Regions from separate parts of the Gossypium hirsutum genome. Here region 2 is linked to region 1. A link is a contact called in public Hi-C data. All regions are on one chromosome and are shown on one strand. The core of a region is the stretch at or near the end of the contact, and the rest is flanking DNA. Distances in the headings are between cores, read along the strand shown. Region 1 holds the start of LOC107949589 (protein ALTERED PHOSPHATE STARVATION RESPONSE 1). Region 2 holds the start of LOC107949594 (proline-rich receptor-like protein kinase PERK15).

Region 1 (7,678 bases), core at 2,971-5,470:
GTTCAGGGCTTTTATGTACTCTTTCTGGTGGTCTATAAGCTTACAAAACTGCATGTGCCAATCCTGCACAATTGCTAACAGCTGGATCGTACGCTCATGGTGATGCTCGCTTGTTTCCTGTGCCGATTGAGAGAGGTCCAGATGATCCCTCAGTATAGCCACTATCCTACATTGGCTGTCGTGTTCTTCTCTCATGGTTTCCCACATTATCACCATCCTGCGAATTGACACATTGCAACCCATATCATCCAAACTTGAAACAAGAAAAGAAAATTCAATGATTTCATCAAATGTTAAAGCATCTTAGATACACCCTATGCAAATACAGTAAATTGATGACAATAATTAAGCCTCGTTGGAGAAAACACAAAGGCAGAAGACAAAAACTGTGTAAGGTTACAAGTATCTAAGAGTGATTGTTAATACTCTGTTTTTACAGAAAAAGGGGAACTGCCCTGCCATTCAAATCCTCTCTTGGATCAAGTCATAGGCCTTTTTCTGAGAAAGTCTAGTATAGAGTTAAAAAGATGAACTGCAACTTACTTCTCGACAAGCTCAACGAGTTTTGGATAGAGCTGCTGATCTCGTAATCGATTTATCTCTGAAACTGTAGAATCCATGGATTGCATGTCGACAATATATCTGGTGTGCAGATGACTTACTGCTGCTTTTGCCTTTTCGAGTGCCTCAGAGTTGGTACCTCGTTTCTTTAGTTTGTTTAGAGTGGCAACCTTCCTTTGGTACTCAAACTTCATAAGCTCACCAGCCTATCCATAAAAATTCAAACCCAAAGAAGATCAAGGAAATGCTTAATTCAAACAAAAGCACGTAAATACTGTCATTTAGAAAAGTGCAGATGTACTGCTGTGAATTACAAAAAGATATGTATGTTCATGGAAGCAAAACAGACATTAGCATTAAAGAAAATTGGAAATTAAATAGATAGTAGCAGTATCTTGAACATAAGTAAGCACCAGAATGACATTTTCCTTTTCCTACAACAAGGCTGCTGCAGGTTATTTCTAGGAAAACAAAATATAATTTGAGGCCTCATCCTTCATATGTGCTCCTCCTTGTAGCCATTTTTAATGCGGGGCTTCTCTAGTTAGGACTTAAGTGACCACTGAAGATGAGATTTCCTTTAGGTGCAAGGATATACTAGCCAAACTGAACCTTGAATTAGTAACTAAGTTACTGATCTAAGAATATGCATTTTGTTTTTGGTGTGCTGAGAAAGGGAACAACACACTTACATCCCACTAGTTATATACTACAAGAGGATTGGCATTTGGAACAATTACTTGAACATAACACGATGAATGATTTGACAAAAAATGAGCAAATTACTTCTATGTGAATTACACCATACCTAAAATTACTTGAAAATTTGTTGCTTCACGTAGATATAGCTTACTAATGGTCTCTGTCTATCCAAGCGTGAATGTGTTCACTTATGATCCAAAGAAAAAGATTCGTGGCAAAGCAGTAACAATCTGAACTATGTTGTCAAAATCAAAATTATTGGCCTAAAGGCAAGTACCAGTGGTGCATTTACCCCCAATTATAACAGTTCTAGCCTTGTGGTCAATAACTATTCAAGACAAGGTAACTATATGTACAGGCAGCCCTTTGATCGAGTGTCAATCATGCAATAAGGAATAGTAGCATTATAAAATAATTGAATGTCCTATACTGGTCGATCGGCCAAAGAAAACCATATTATGCTGGTTTAATTTATCAAGAAGATATCATATCATCAAGCATTTCAAACCAAGACATTTTATACTATCAAAGTTATGCAACAGTATAGTGGTCATTCAGTAGATAATGAATAAGAGGACAAATGACATATGATAATAATAATTATATACCTTCACTTCATCATAAAGCTTTTTTTCCCATGCAAGCATTTTATCCAACACAGTGGCATGAGTCTCATTATCCTCTGAATCAAAGTCATCGTTTGCGTTATCAGCATTGTCTAATTTAAGTCCTTTAAATGAACGGTTCCAAGTAATAACACGCATTACTCTCTGCGAGTGATCAAGGTGTCCTGCAAAGTATTAACCAAGATAATATACAATCCATTTAAGCTACATTATGTGAACAAAATAATCACATATTCAATTCCACAAGAAAGGTGAAAAACAACAAATTTATTGGCCAAATTGTTAGACTTCACCTTATGATTTTGCATAGCTGATCTCTAGTTAATAGTAATTTATGTGTTTATTTATATTTGTACAAACTGACATGGTTAGACTCTAAAACAGAACTGGATAAAATACTAGTCATTCATGAAAAGAAGAGCTCTCTACAAACTGAAAGCAAAAACTTCTAAGCCAAAGTAGACCGGAACTTATTTAACAATGTTTAAACTATTGATATGCAGTACTCTCTAGTTCTATCCTTCGTGCAAGATTCCTCAACAGTCAAAATCCAAATCCTCAAAATTACTCATTCTAATAACTCAATGTGACAAAGGATGAAAGGAATGAAAACCCATATTTACTTATAGAGACAGTCAACCAATCTTCTTAGCTTATGTTGCTCCAACTCTTTATTTTTCTTGAAGACTGGTGTTCGATACAGTTTTTGATATGGATACGGGGGTATGACCCTCAAAACACCTTTCAAATGCATGAAAAACTTTCAAAATGATTGAACATACCTATACCTGACACATAACCATATCTGACACTCACACCATCAGTCTGAGTAACAAAGTTCTTGGCAATTTCAGCAAGAGGCGTTAACATTTGAAACCCAATCTTAGAATTCTAAAGTTGAAATGCCGATACCAAACATCATGCAACCGAGCAATAACAGAACTTGTCTAAAATTCTATTTATCAATGTAAAGGAGATAACAGAAATCTAAATGTAAAGGAGATAACAGAAATCAAAATCAAAATCTTAAGAATTGCACTGATGGTCAGTTTCATGATACAAAATTGAAAAACCCCTTACCTCGATTATCAGCAAAATTAGAGTGATAATGCAACCTAGTAGCTTCCAATAACTTGGAAACCTCATGGGCACTCTTTGAGGCCTTCAAGAAATGATCATCAAGCTCAGTAAACACCTGCAACAAATTAAAACTCCCCTTACCCAACCTCTTCTCTACTGTACTACCAACCCCCATTTTCCCACCCTTCTTACTCCCTTTCCCTACCCCAGATATCGGTGGCACCGGCTTCTCCACCTCCACTGGCGTCTTTAGTCCCTTGTCCACAACCACCTCCTCCTCCCTCAGCTTCTCCTCCTCCACCACCTCTTCCTCAATTCTTGCCGGCATTTCCTCAAATACCTTCCTTTCAACCTCTCCGTTATCCACCCTCATTTCTTCCACCACCCCTAAACTTGGTCCAGGTACACTACCTTCCGCTGGAAAGAAGTAATAGTAAGTCGAATCCTGGGGCGGCTGTGATTGCATTGCACGCGCCTGAACGGTGGTAGACGTCACTATTTCCTCCTCTTCGTCCTCTTCCTCCTCCTCCTCTCTCCTACTCCTACCGCCACTACCACTTCCCCTATAATTCCGGGATTTTCGCTTAACCAACGAACCACCGGCGTCCAGGTCATCGTCCTCCTCGTCATCTTCCATGATGGTGGTGGTCGACGTCTCCCTTTGCTTTCCTTTCAAGGGCATCTGTATGGGCATACTAGCGGAGCGTTGGATCGGAACGACCGGATCGCCGGAAAGACTGACGGGAGGAGGAGGCGGAGGTAAGACAGGTGGTTGCGGCGGCAGAGGAGGGGGAGGACCGACGAAGGAGGGGCCAGGGGGAGAAGGGAGATTTGGGTTCTGGACCTCCCCGAGGGCGTAATCGCTTAAGGCGGCGCCAGTGTTCTTTAAGGACATAGCATAAGCAGAGTGGGCGGCGGCAAAGGCGTTGCGGGCGGCAACCGCTTCTTTCATGAATTGTTTCCGCTCTTTGCATCGGGCAACGGCTTCTTCGTTCTCGATCCTCGACTGCGAACAACCCATAATTTCTCCCTAGAAAGAAAATTACCAGAATTGAATCCAATAATTGAATAACCAATCTTCCCCAATTGTTGAAAGTTGAAAGAGAGAGATTCTTACAAGCTAGCTCAAACCTCAAAGTGTTTTGAGAGTCTGAAAAACGACGTAATGTTTTGGGTACAGAAGAGAAGACAAAGTCAGTCCAGGGCGGACGGCAGGGTTTTCTATTTATTTATGGGATCAATAAATGAAATATAAATTATTAAAATTTTATTGGCAATAAATGGGTCCCACTGTAACAATGGAGTGATAGAGATGCATTGCACTGCACACACTCACTCTGACACACAATCCTCACTTTACTTAACGACTCTGTCAGTAATTTACCTCTTCTTTTGATTGTTGGATCATTCTTCCATATTCAGTCAACGTTTTACAAAAGAAGTAATAAAACAAGGTGAATTCCCTCCCCGCACTCCCTATGTAAATATGTCTCCCAAAATTGTGAAGAATACCATTTTTGTCAATCCATCTGCAATCTTATTCCTTTTTTTTCAGCACATGTCTAACACAGATCATTTATAAATGTTTGATAAGGTCTTTAATAACACGCCCCATAGTTGAAAAAAGTTGTTCATTTTCATTTGTCTGGATCACTTTGATATCTTCAGTACTCTCCATCTCGAGTATCATCCTCTTTATGCTTAGACCCCATGCTAATTGGAGCCTCTCAAGAGCACCCCATAGTTCCACCAAAACTACATAACAACACCCAATATTTTAGGAGAAAAGCATTAATTTTTAATGTCACATGTATGGTATGTAATTTATGCGTTTTAAGTTAATTTTTTAAATATTATAATTGTTTCATATTGTTTTACCTTTTTTACTTTTTTAAATTAACATTAGATCTTACTTTCTTATATAATTCCAAATTTATATATTATTTAAAATAAAAAAAATTATCATTACCAATGGTAGATCACAATAATTAAAAATACCTTATTTAAAGACTAATTAAAAATTAAGCGTGTAAAATTACATGGAACTTGTAACATTAGAAACTAATTATTAATTAAACTTTTCACAATTCAATTTTTTTCTTAACAATTAATAAATTGACCATAATATAGTAATAAAGTTAACATTAATTGTAGAAAAAAAATCCTAAAAATTTAATTTTTTTAAATTAAAATTCAATTTCAAATAAAATATTTTATTTACATAATCATAAAAACTTTAAAAATATTAATTTTGTTAAATAGTAAAAAAAATTTAAAACAATAAATATTAACTATATTATAATTTTATCTTATTTAATTTTTTAATAGTATAAGGACTAAATTAATCTATTTAATAATAAAGGAACTAATTTAATCAGGACCCTAAAATAGAGAAATCTCTCGATACATTCGATTTAATTTTTTTCTTAAGACTTATTCAATTAACATGACTCCTGGTTAATAAATTAAAAATAATAATTTGATTATTTTTATGTTATAGAATTGTTTATCTTTAAATGAATGAAAAAATTAAAATTATTATATAAAAATAAAATTTCTTAAATTAAAAAAAAATACCTTATAAATTCAAGGAATTCAAACAGTTAAATAAATTTTCTAGTATTCCGTTATGTTTTAAAAATCCTAATACTGCGTATTAATAATAATTTAGCTTTTCAAAAACTTACCTAAACTATTATCATAACTAAAGCTAGAGATTATTTGGACTGCAAGCTCAAATATTTTAAGGTTGATGCTAATTATGCAAATAGAAAATGTTTTCTTGCGTTATATCATGGAGTATGATACTATTTGAAAGAATGATATTAGACGCAAACACCATAGATAACTCACGAACTCTTTAATTTAAGGCATTCAAGACTTCGAATGTGGTTGACAAGATATTTGTTGTTCTAAGAAAATAGTTCTCATATTAACAATATTACCTTGGTATAGCATAAAAAACAAGATTAGATTGTAGTAGCATGTTGCGTATTTTATAACTTCAATCATAGGTTGAATTGAGATGATTCGTAATTCGAAGACTACATGAAAGAAAGAGATTTTGATTATCTTAATAATGGAAATTCAGATGATAAAAAGCATATGTTAAATATTAAAGAGGGAATAACCCAACAAGTATGCACAGGAACAATTAGATAAAATTACATATGATGTTTATTTTTCTTGTTATTTTTATTAATAATCGTATTATACTAACATAATATGTATGATGATTTGATTTTAATTTTTTTACTTATTTAAAAATTATTTTTTTAGTAATTAATATTTTTTTAAAATATAAATTAGGTAACTGTGTAATTACAATTTATACTATCAAACATAACATAAAAAATTAAGATGTAGTTATACTCTCCTAACTAAACATGTTTAAAATAAAAGAAAGCAAAACTTTATCCTTCAAAATATATTTTAGATGTTAGAGTTTTGGTATAAATTAATTTGTGTTTTTGTAAGGTTTAATTTTTGAAATGTTTTTTATGATTGTTAATAGATTTTATTGTAATTGTACTATTTTTTAAACTTTAAAATGAATGCAGAGATTTATTTCCATTTATTTAATTTTTTTAAAAAAACAGAATAAAAAGATGTTGAGAAGGGACGGGAGTCTTCTTTCTTTTCATTATATTATTCTACTTTTTCAGCTGGCTCTGCAAGTGGGGTCGGACCGACCCATACTTAACTTCCATTTTTAAAAAGAAGATTTAACAAATTTAAGCAATTAAATATGGAATTTTAATTTTAATAATTATCTCATAAATAATAATTATATATAAAAAAATTAAATTCTTTTTTAATTTAATAAAAAAATAAATCTTGAATACTACAATGTATTTAATAATTCATTGAATTTTCGTTTTGAATGAAAAGAAAATTTTCAACATTTAATTTTTTAATTATGTTTGATAACTGTTATACTCCCACCATAGCAGGATACATAGCAAGCTATTGGATAGTCTAAAAATGACCTCCTCTAAGAGCAGCCTCTATACAACCCTTTGCGAGGAAAGTCTGTAAGCAACCCTTCCTGCGGGACTGTCCGCAAGCAACTCTCCATGAATCCTGTTTAAGCTAGCTTAAAGACGACTCACTGCGCAACCCTAGTTGGGACCACCAAGGCATAACTTCCTCATACAACCCTAAGGACAGGAATGTTAGAGTAGAACTATATAGTACACTTTATGACAATAATTGACCTGCAACGATCTTACCACTTGGCAAGCTTGCACAACCATGCAAGACATAGTACTATCGGTTACGTGGCACTGCAAGACAAGGGGTGACCCCTTATATAACCTTAAGTGCACAAAGGGACTAGGGATTAGCTCTTTTTACTCAACAACCCTAAACAATCTTTTCATTCTCCTCTTGTCACAGGTGAACTGACACTCCCCTCCATCGTCTTCTCTTCCCTGTTGATAACTCGTATCAATAATTGGTGCGTTGAGCGTGGACCGAACCATCATGACTCATTCTTCTACTATAATCCCTGAAATTGCAACCAACCAAAACCAAGAACTCCCTTCAACCCAAACACAATCTAGCAACTGCTTTAAACCGCTCAACCACCCATTAACTTAGACTAACAACAATAGAAAACCCAATACTCTTACCCACCTCCACTAGAGACATCATCTACCACTCCCCATGTCGCATATGCCTATCCACTGTACTACCAATACCTACCA
Region 2 (7,678 bases), core at 2,454-4,953, 220 kb after region 1:
TGAATCCTCCCCTCCACCTTTGATAAACTTTCCTAAAGTTAAAGTCTAATCATGTCCATAAAATATTAAAGCATGTTATTATATACATCAAATAAAAAAATGTTAATTTATATTCAGAATATATTTAGATATCAATTAAGTCATGGTTTGTTTGATGTGAGTTAAACTAGTATTATTTTCTATGCATGTTTTATTATATGAGTTAGAAATAAATTATTACTTTTAAATATTAATAAATTAATTTAATTGATAATTTTTAATAATCTTATGACTTATTTTTAATAAAGAAGAGGAAAATTTTCCACTTATTTTGAACAAGTCTTAATTTAATTTTTACAAGAGTTATTATTCATCTTTCTAATTTCTAATTTAAATTTGTATTAACACTTCTTTATTTGATGTCTAACTATTATAATATATACCTAATAAATAAATTTTTTCATCATATTATTATACTAGTAACCAAACGAGATAATCGGGTATATTAAAGTTTATGTAACATTTGAGTGCAATAACAACTGTATTGATTTATGTAAAAGTTATTATTTAAGTATTAAACTACACAGAAATTGACCAAACTACAAACAAAAATTCATTTTAGACATCCAAAATAATAATAATAAAAGTTTGAAATTTAAGCATTCACGTTATATAGTTCGATCATTTTAGTCACTCCAATAAAAATTTATAAAAGACAAGCTGACATGACAATTTAAAAAATCTTTATAATAATAAATTTAGCTCTCAATTTTTAAATATTATATTGATTTAGTCATAATTTTAAAAAAATAACCCACAAAATTTACAAATGTTCTCAATTTGATCTTAATTCTAAAAAAATCAAATAATTATATAAAATACATAAATATTTTAAAAAAAAATATAAGAATAAAAAATGATTGTTGAAAATATATATATATAATTTAAAAATATATAAAAATAAATAATTTCAAAAAATATAATAATAAATTTCATTTTTATATTAATAGTAATATTAATATTAAATAAAAATAGTATATTAATATTAGAATCAGGATCAAATTGAAAATATTTGTAAAGTGGGTTAATTTTTTTTATTACCACATCAACTTGCCGTTTGTGATTTTTAAGGAAGTGACCAAAATGATCAAACTATGTAACGTGAGTGTTTAAATTACAAATTTTTATTTTAAATGCTTTAAATGAAAATTTTTATAATTGAGTCACCATCCTTATGATTTATCCTATTATGTAATACATTCAACGCAAAAAAGAACTTTTAATCCCACGAGATAGGTTAAAAAAATCTCCATGTTCTCGTTTTATTTAGAAAAAAGAACAATTAAATATTTTTAATCTTTGATTGTGAAAATAAGAAACTACACCTCTATCAAATCAAATAAAACATGTGCTTGTAGGAAAAATTTTAAATTTTGACAATTCAAAATACTAGCAATTGTGATGGTAAAATCTTTTTGGACATTACATTTATAAAATTTAATAAATATTTTTAATATTTATATGAAGCGTAATTAAAATTTATGTTAAATATTCGTTTAATATAAGTTCAAACTATGTGATCTTTATCCCTTACTCCAATATTATATATAAAAATATTTTTAATATAAAGGTTTTTGCGACCATATATATTAAATGAAATAATATTATCAAAAATTTTGAGAAACCGGAATTTGAGGAAACTTTGAGCTACTCAAATCCTCTCAAAATTTCTAATAAAATTTTAAAATTCTTCATTATTTTAATCCAAAACAAGTAAAATCATTTTTAAATTTTTGAAAAAAAAAGTATTTCATCCTTTTAAGTCCTTCATCCCAAAAAAAAAATACTACTGATTTCTTAATTATTATTTTTTATTTTGAAGTTGCAAAATTTATAATCTATAAGCACAAATTTGAATAGTTGAAAATACGTTTTATTATTTATTATATTACTAAATTGATATTATATAAAAAATAATTTTTTTTAAATAATGAAGTTTTTAGTTGAGTTTAAGTTGAATTCAATGTATAAGTAACATTAATTAATTATTAGAAATCTTATCACACGCATGTATATGTAGAAACTACAAATATAGAACATAAATGTGTGTTTAAAAATAACATATAATAAATGATGAAACACATGGCTTAAAACTAATTAATAATAACACATTAAGTATGTAGAATATTAAAATTAAGAAAAAAATTAAATTGTTTATCATTGTGTTGTCATCAATCTTGAGTTGGAGTCGAGTTAAATTGTGATACCAACTCAATCAATTATATTATTAATACATATACACACAATTAACGGAAGCAATAAAATGTGTATAATAAAATTAAAATATATAAGAATATTAAAATAAAACTTTAGTTAGTGATAAATTAACAAATAAAGTACCCTTGAATTGTAAATTTCTTAACTGAATTGGTGACCCAGTGGAAGATAACATCAACTCAATTAGGAGTGTAAATGATTATATAAATTAATAATAGATAAAATTATATGAATAAGAATTTTTATTTTTTGCATTTTTCAAATAAATAATGTTACAAAAAATGAGAAGTATTAGTATTGATAAAATTGATGTGTGAACATTAAAGAATTGCTTTTTAAAATAAAATTATCTGACCATAATAATTAGTAACATTTTAGGAAAACCTAATATTACTCGGAAGTTAGGTCGACCCGCAATCATAATTTTATTTTTCCTCTCATCATCTCACCAAGTTTTCGTATTATTTTTTAAAAATAAATCTTTATTGGAAACAAGTAAAATCAGTCCCATATCCAAAAATTCTTCATACTCAACATGGATATTGTGTACTAAATTTAAATTATAATTATTTGGTAGAAATATCATTTATTCTCAACTGTCACATTTGTTAACTTGTTCATACTCAACACATGTTGGCATGTTATTTATGTGATAATTCACGTGTCCATTTTAAAGTGATTTGGCGAAAAACACAAATTTAAAGATTAAAAAGGATGAAACATTAAATAGAGACTAAAATGATTGTTTTTGTAAAGTTAGAGAATCAAATAAGTCATTATATTTTTTCTTATTTTGAAGATGTGTTATTATCTTTTTTTAGTTTCAAGTATAAATTTATGCTGACTATTTTTTATTTGAAAGTAAATGAGAATTTTTGAAATAAGAATAATGAGAATCTAAATAATCTTAACTATCAAATCAAAATAAATATTTCTAATATCACAAAAAAATAAATATTTCTAAATTTTAGATTTTTATTTATATTATTTTATTAAAATAAAATCAGGAACACCAAATATAATTAAAATATTAAAATGGAAAAACTTTTGGATAATATTTACTTTTAGATTTAAAATTTTTATAAAAAAATTGAAATAGAAAGCAAGATGTTAAGATTATTAACATTAATAAAAAAATATTTGATATTTGTTCTTTTTACTGAAAAAAATTGATCGAGGAATTTAATGGGTACTTTACATTTTGTGTTTTGTAAACAAAAAACCGCCGAAAAAAATTAAAAATAAATCGCACGTTGCAAGTAAGCTACATTTTCTCACTACAATCAGAGACGGACAGCAGAGTTTTGTCAGTAAAAACAGTAAAAAGCAAATACGACGTCGTTATGCCTCTTTTTGATTTACTCATTTCTTTGTCAGAAGCGGGCCCCACTTGGTCCAAATTCTTTCTCCCACCCAATCATTCATAAGCAAAATTCCTTCGACTCTGTTTCAAAGTTCAAACCTCAAGCATTGAGGTTGAATTGAACCCCCCTCCCCAAAAAAAACCTCAAGCATAAAGAAAATAACAGGAAAGAAAAAAAAATTCAAATCCTCGATTTTATCGAAACCTCACCGGAGATGGCTACACCACCATCTCCGTCACCGACGTCGCCGCCTTCCACTCCCAACACTACTTCTTCTCCTCCTCCTTCCCTTTCGCCGCCAGTTACTAATACTTCAACCCCTGTGTCGCCTCCGCCTGCGGTGGCTGATTCTCCGAATGCTACGCTACCTCCGCCGCCTTCGCCCAGTGGGGGCTTGCCGCCTGGGACATTAGCGGGGCTTATCGTTGGGGCAGGGATGGGAGCGTTAATTGTGCTGATTGGAGTGGGCATTTTCGTGATTTTCTATAGGAGGAGAAAGAAGAAGCTTGCTGGAGCTCATCCTCAAGGAGGTCAGTCAGTCCATCTTTGTTTTATTTTTATGAAATAATTACTTGCACTTAATGTAGTTCATAAAACTTCCTCCTGACTGTATTTTAATCCTATATTTCTGAAGTACCATTAGTTTTTAATATTATTTGCTTTTATGGAATCTAGGTTTAATTTTGAAGTGTTTGTTTTGTTTGTATTGTATCGTACTATTGTTTTTTTTAATGTTACTATTGTTAAATCATGTTAATTATATTTGTCTACATTTTGTCAACTTTTATTATCTATTTATTTGTTTGTTTATCAGTGTTTAGAGTATAATAATGTTGTTTAAAAATAAAGAAAATAAGATTTTTGGTTTAATATAGATTATAGTGAATCTTGAGTTCCTTCCCGTATTTTATAGTATAATATCATTGGGATTTCCTTCAAACGTTGGTTTTTGGTTTTCATTGGTTTATGTTGTATATATAAGCACATATGCTTATGACCTAGATCTGCGTTATTGATGCTTTAATGGTATATGATAAGCCATAATTTTCTTTTGGAGTTCACTTAAATCAATTGACTGAGAAGACCTAAAGTATGCAGCTTGAACGAGTTACTTTTGTTAAGGATTTAAAGTTGTCATGAATTTATGAGTTATCGTAGTCTTTTGTTAATTAAGATGCAAGAATCAGTTTTATTGCTCTTATCATAGTGGTCATTTGTAATGTTCCCATGCTAATTTGATTTTTTAAACCATTTACAAAAGAATGAGTTTGATCCATTCCAGCTTTCAAGCCATGATACATGCATGCCCATACATGCATACAAGAACATCCATGCATGCATGTCTAGTAAACAAACACATGCATATCTGGGAAAAGGAGGCGTCCACTGGTATCAACGCTTTAGTAATTTTATCCCCAGTGCTGTAAAGATCAGCAGTAGTAATTTGGAAGTTTGTTTCTATTTATGTTTGATTAGCAACCAATATTATATTGAGTATTTTCTATTTGCTTTTATTTTGATTTGGTCAAGGCATTCTTCTGTTTCATTCTTGTATTATATGTTTTAGTTGGACAGTGTTTGCTTTATGACTACAGTCTCATGTGGTAGAAAAGAAACCAATGGTTTTCAAAGTGAAAGGAATTGACACTAAATCTTGCATGTTGTTATACATCCAGTTGATCCTCAACATTGGCAGCAGAGTGTTCCTCAAATTGCTGTTCTGCCGAAACCTACTACGCCGCCAGGAATCACACCACATGTTTATAATTATGTTGACCCTCCTTCAACGAGTACTAGTTTGGGCTCAGAAAAGCCATCTAATCCATCACCTTCCTCAGGATTGGCCATGGGACGGTCATTGGGCACATTTACTTATGAAGATTTAGCATTGGCAACAGATAATTTCTCCGATTCTAATCTCATTGGTCAAGGAGGTTTTGGTTATGTCCACAAGGGAGTGCTAAAAGATGGGAAAGTAGTTGCAATTAAGCAGTTAAAAGCTGGAAGTGGACAGGGTGAGCGCGAGTTTCAAGCAGAGGTTGACATCATTAGCTGTGTTCATCATAGACATCTTGTTTCACTAGTTGGATACTGCATTATTGGCGAAAAGAGGTTGCTTGTTTATGAATTTGTCCCAAACAACACGTTAGAATTTCATTTACACGGTGAGTTGTTGGTGGTTAAATCCCTCTTCCACCCCACCCCACCCCACTCCACCCACCTAACTGGCTCTAAGAAAATGAACATTAGAGATTGTGCATTTTTTCTTGCATGTGATGGATAATAGATGGGTAAGTCATATTCTATTGTGTGAAACAAGAAGTGTTTTGTATAATCATGATGCTAACTAGTTTTTGAACAGGCGTAGAGGACAGAAGTATAAATTTGAGATCGCAACTTAGGTTAAGGATGTAGTATTGTGCTTATCTTATCCATGATACTTAGGTTTTAACTGGATGAAACTTAACACGCAGGAAAAGAGAGGCCAGTTATGAACTGGTCAACCAGAATGAAAATTGCTTTTGGTGCAGCCAAAGGATTGGCATATTTGCATGAGGACTGTAAGGATACAATTACTTACCTACTTTAAGTTCTGAAGTTCAAGCACCTTCCAGTTTCTAGTCTCATGGTTTATACTTTTTCCACTAAACATAAATAATATAATCAGGTAAACCCAAGATCATACATCGCGATATCAAGGCAGCTAATATTCTTCTTGATGAAAGCTTTGAGGCAAGGGTATGGTTTCAGTTTTCAAGTTGAATGCTATTTCTATAGTCACGGGATTGATTTGTCCCTTTGCCTCCTGAGGCTGAGAAAAAACCAAAATTCATATACATTTCTCAATGTTATATCAGCTCTTTCAGTGTTTCTTGAAAAAAAAAAAACCCCGTTGATTTAGTTTCTGTATGACACTTGAATGAGCGAATCATCCTTTAGATTGGAACAATGAATAGAAAATGCATTTGATCATTAGTGTTTCAAGATGCCTTATCTCAAAATTTGATGAAAACTTGTTCTGAATGTATTGATATAAAGAAAATTTCTTTTCGATTTGGATGGCCTAAGTTCTGTGATTCTTTTTCAATAAAAGTATTTCACACTCTTTCATGTGTGTTTTCCCAGGTTGCAGATTTTGGTCTTGCAAAGTCTTCTTTAGATACTGATACACATGTATCCACTCGTGTGATGGGAACTTTTGGGTAATATATGTATTTTAATGTATCTACTCGGCATATTGTTGCACTAATAAATTTGTGGCTCACTCCATGCTATCTTGCAGTATAGTTTCCTTTTACCTATAATCTGTAAATATCACATGCGTCCCTTCTCACAAGAATTTATACATGCAGTTATATGGCTCCAGAGTACGCCTCTAGCGGGAAGCTCACTGAGAAGTCGGATGTTTTCTCCTTTGGGGTTGTGCTTCTGGAGTTGATTACTGGACGCCGCCCCGTTGATAAGACTCAGCCATTCTTTGATGATAGCATAGTTGATTGGGTCTGTATTCTTTATATCTGTATTAGTTCATTTAATATATGTATATAATCTACTCAATCATTACATATTTCCCATTTTAAGTGATTTCTTAATATTAAAAAGGCGATCTTCTATTCTTTTCAAATGTTGGAAACAAGAAGTTTAGGTCCCACCAGAACATGGACTTGCAAATGGCCAATTTTCTCTAACAAACTATACAGCCTTTCTAAGATCCTGAATTATTAGTGCTTGACTGGCATGGGATGGATAACAGATCTTTTTTCTGAATTCTAGGCAAGGCCTTTGCTCTCACAGGCTTTGGAACATGGGAATTTTGATGCATTTGTGGATTCAAGGTTACAGAAGGACTATGATTCCGATGAAATGACCCGAATGGTGGCTTGTGCTGCAGCCTGCGTGCGTCATTCAGCAAGGAATCGCCCACGGATGAGCCAGGTTCTTTGACTAACTGCTTAATATTAAGTTTTTAGTTCTTAATCAACACTTTTTTATTTTTATCAGTTAGGTAAATGTACCATAGACTTGAATGGTCAGTTAGTTTTTCAACCAGGGTAACA

Evidence for each region. Hi-C and Micro-C count contacts between places; a contact is called where the count stands out from the background.
Region 2: a Hi-C map of leaf shows a contact between it and region 1, with 1.7 times the contacts expected there. The contact joins the promoter of LOC107949594 here to the promoter of LOC107949589 in region 1. A contact is called at or near these places in 2 of 34 Hi-C or Micro-C datasets (hypocotyl and leaf).

Annotation. Positions count from the first base shown.
Region 1 is chrD03:14,725,277-14,732,954 of Gossypium_hirsutum_v2.1, forward strand. It overlaps LOC107949589 (protein ALTERED PHOSPHATE STARVATION RESPONSE 1), which reads right to left and starts at 4,221. Exons shown (of 5, transcript XM_041089830.1): 1 at 4,087-4,221; 2 at 2,970-3,999; 3 at 1,872-2,053; 4 at 544-767; 5 at 1-217. The coding sequence starts at 3,990.
Region 2 is chrD03:14,944,274-14,951,951 of Gossypium_hirsutum_v2.1, forward strand. It overlaps LOC107949594 (proline-rich receptor-like protein kinase PERK15), which reads left to right and starts at 3,704. Exons shown (of 8, transcript XM_016884311.2): 1 at 3,704-4,150; 2 at 5,297-5,785; 3 at 6,095-6,181; 4 at 6,289-6,359; 5 at 6,747-6,823; 6 at 6,974-7,121; 7 at 7,395-7,556. The coding sequence starts at 3,835.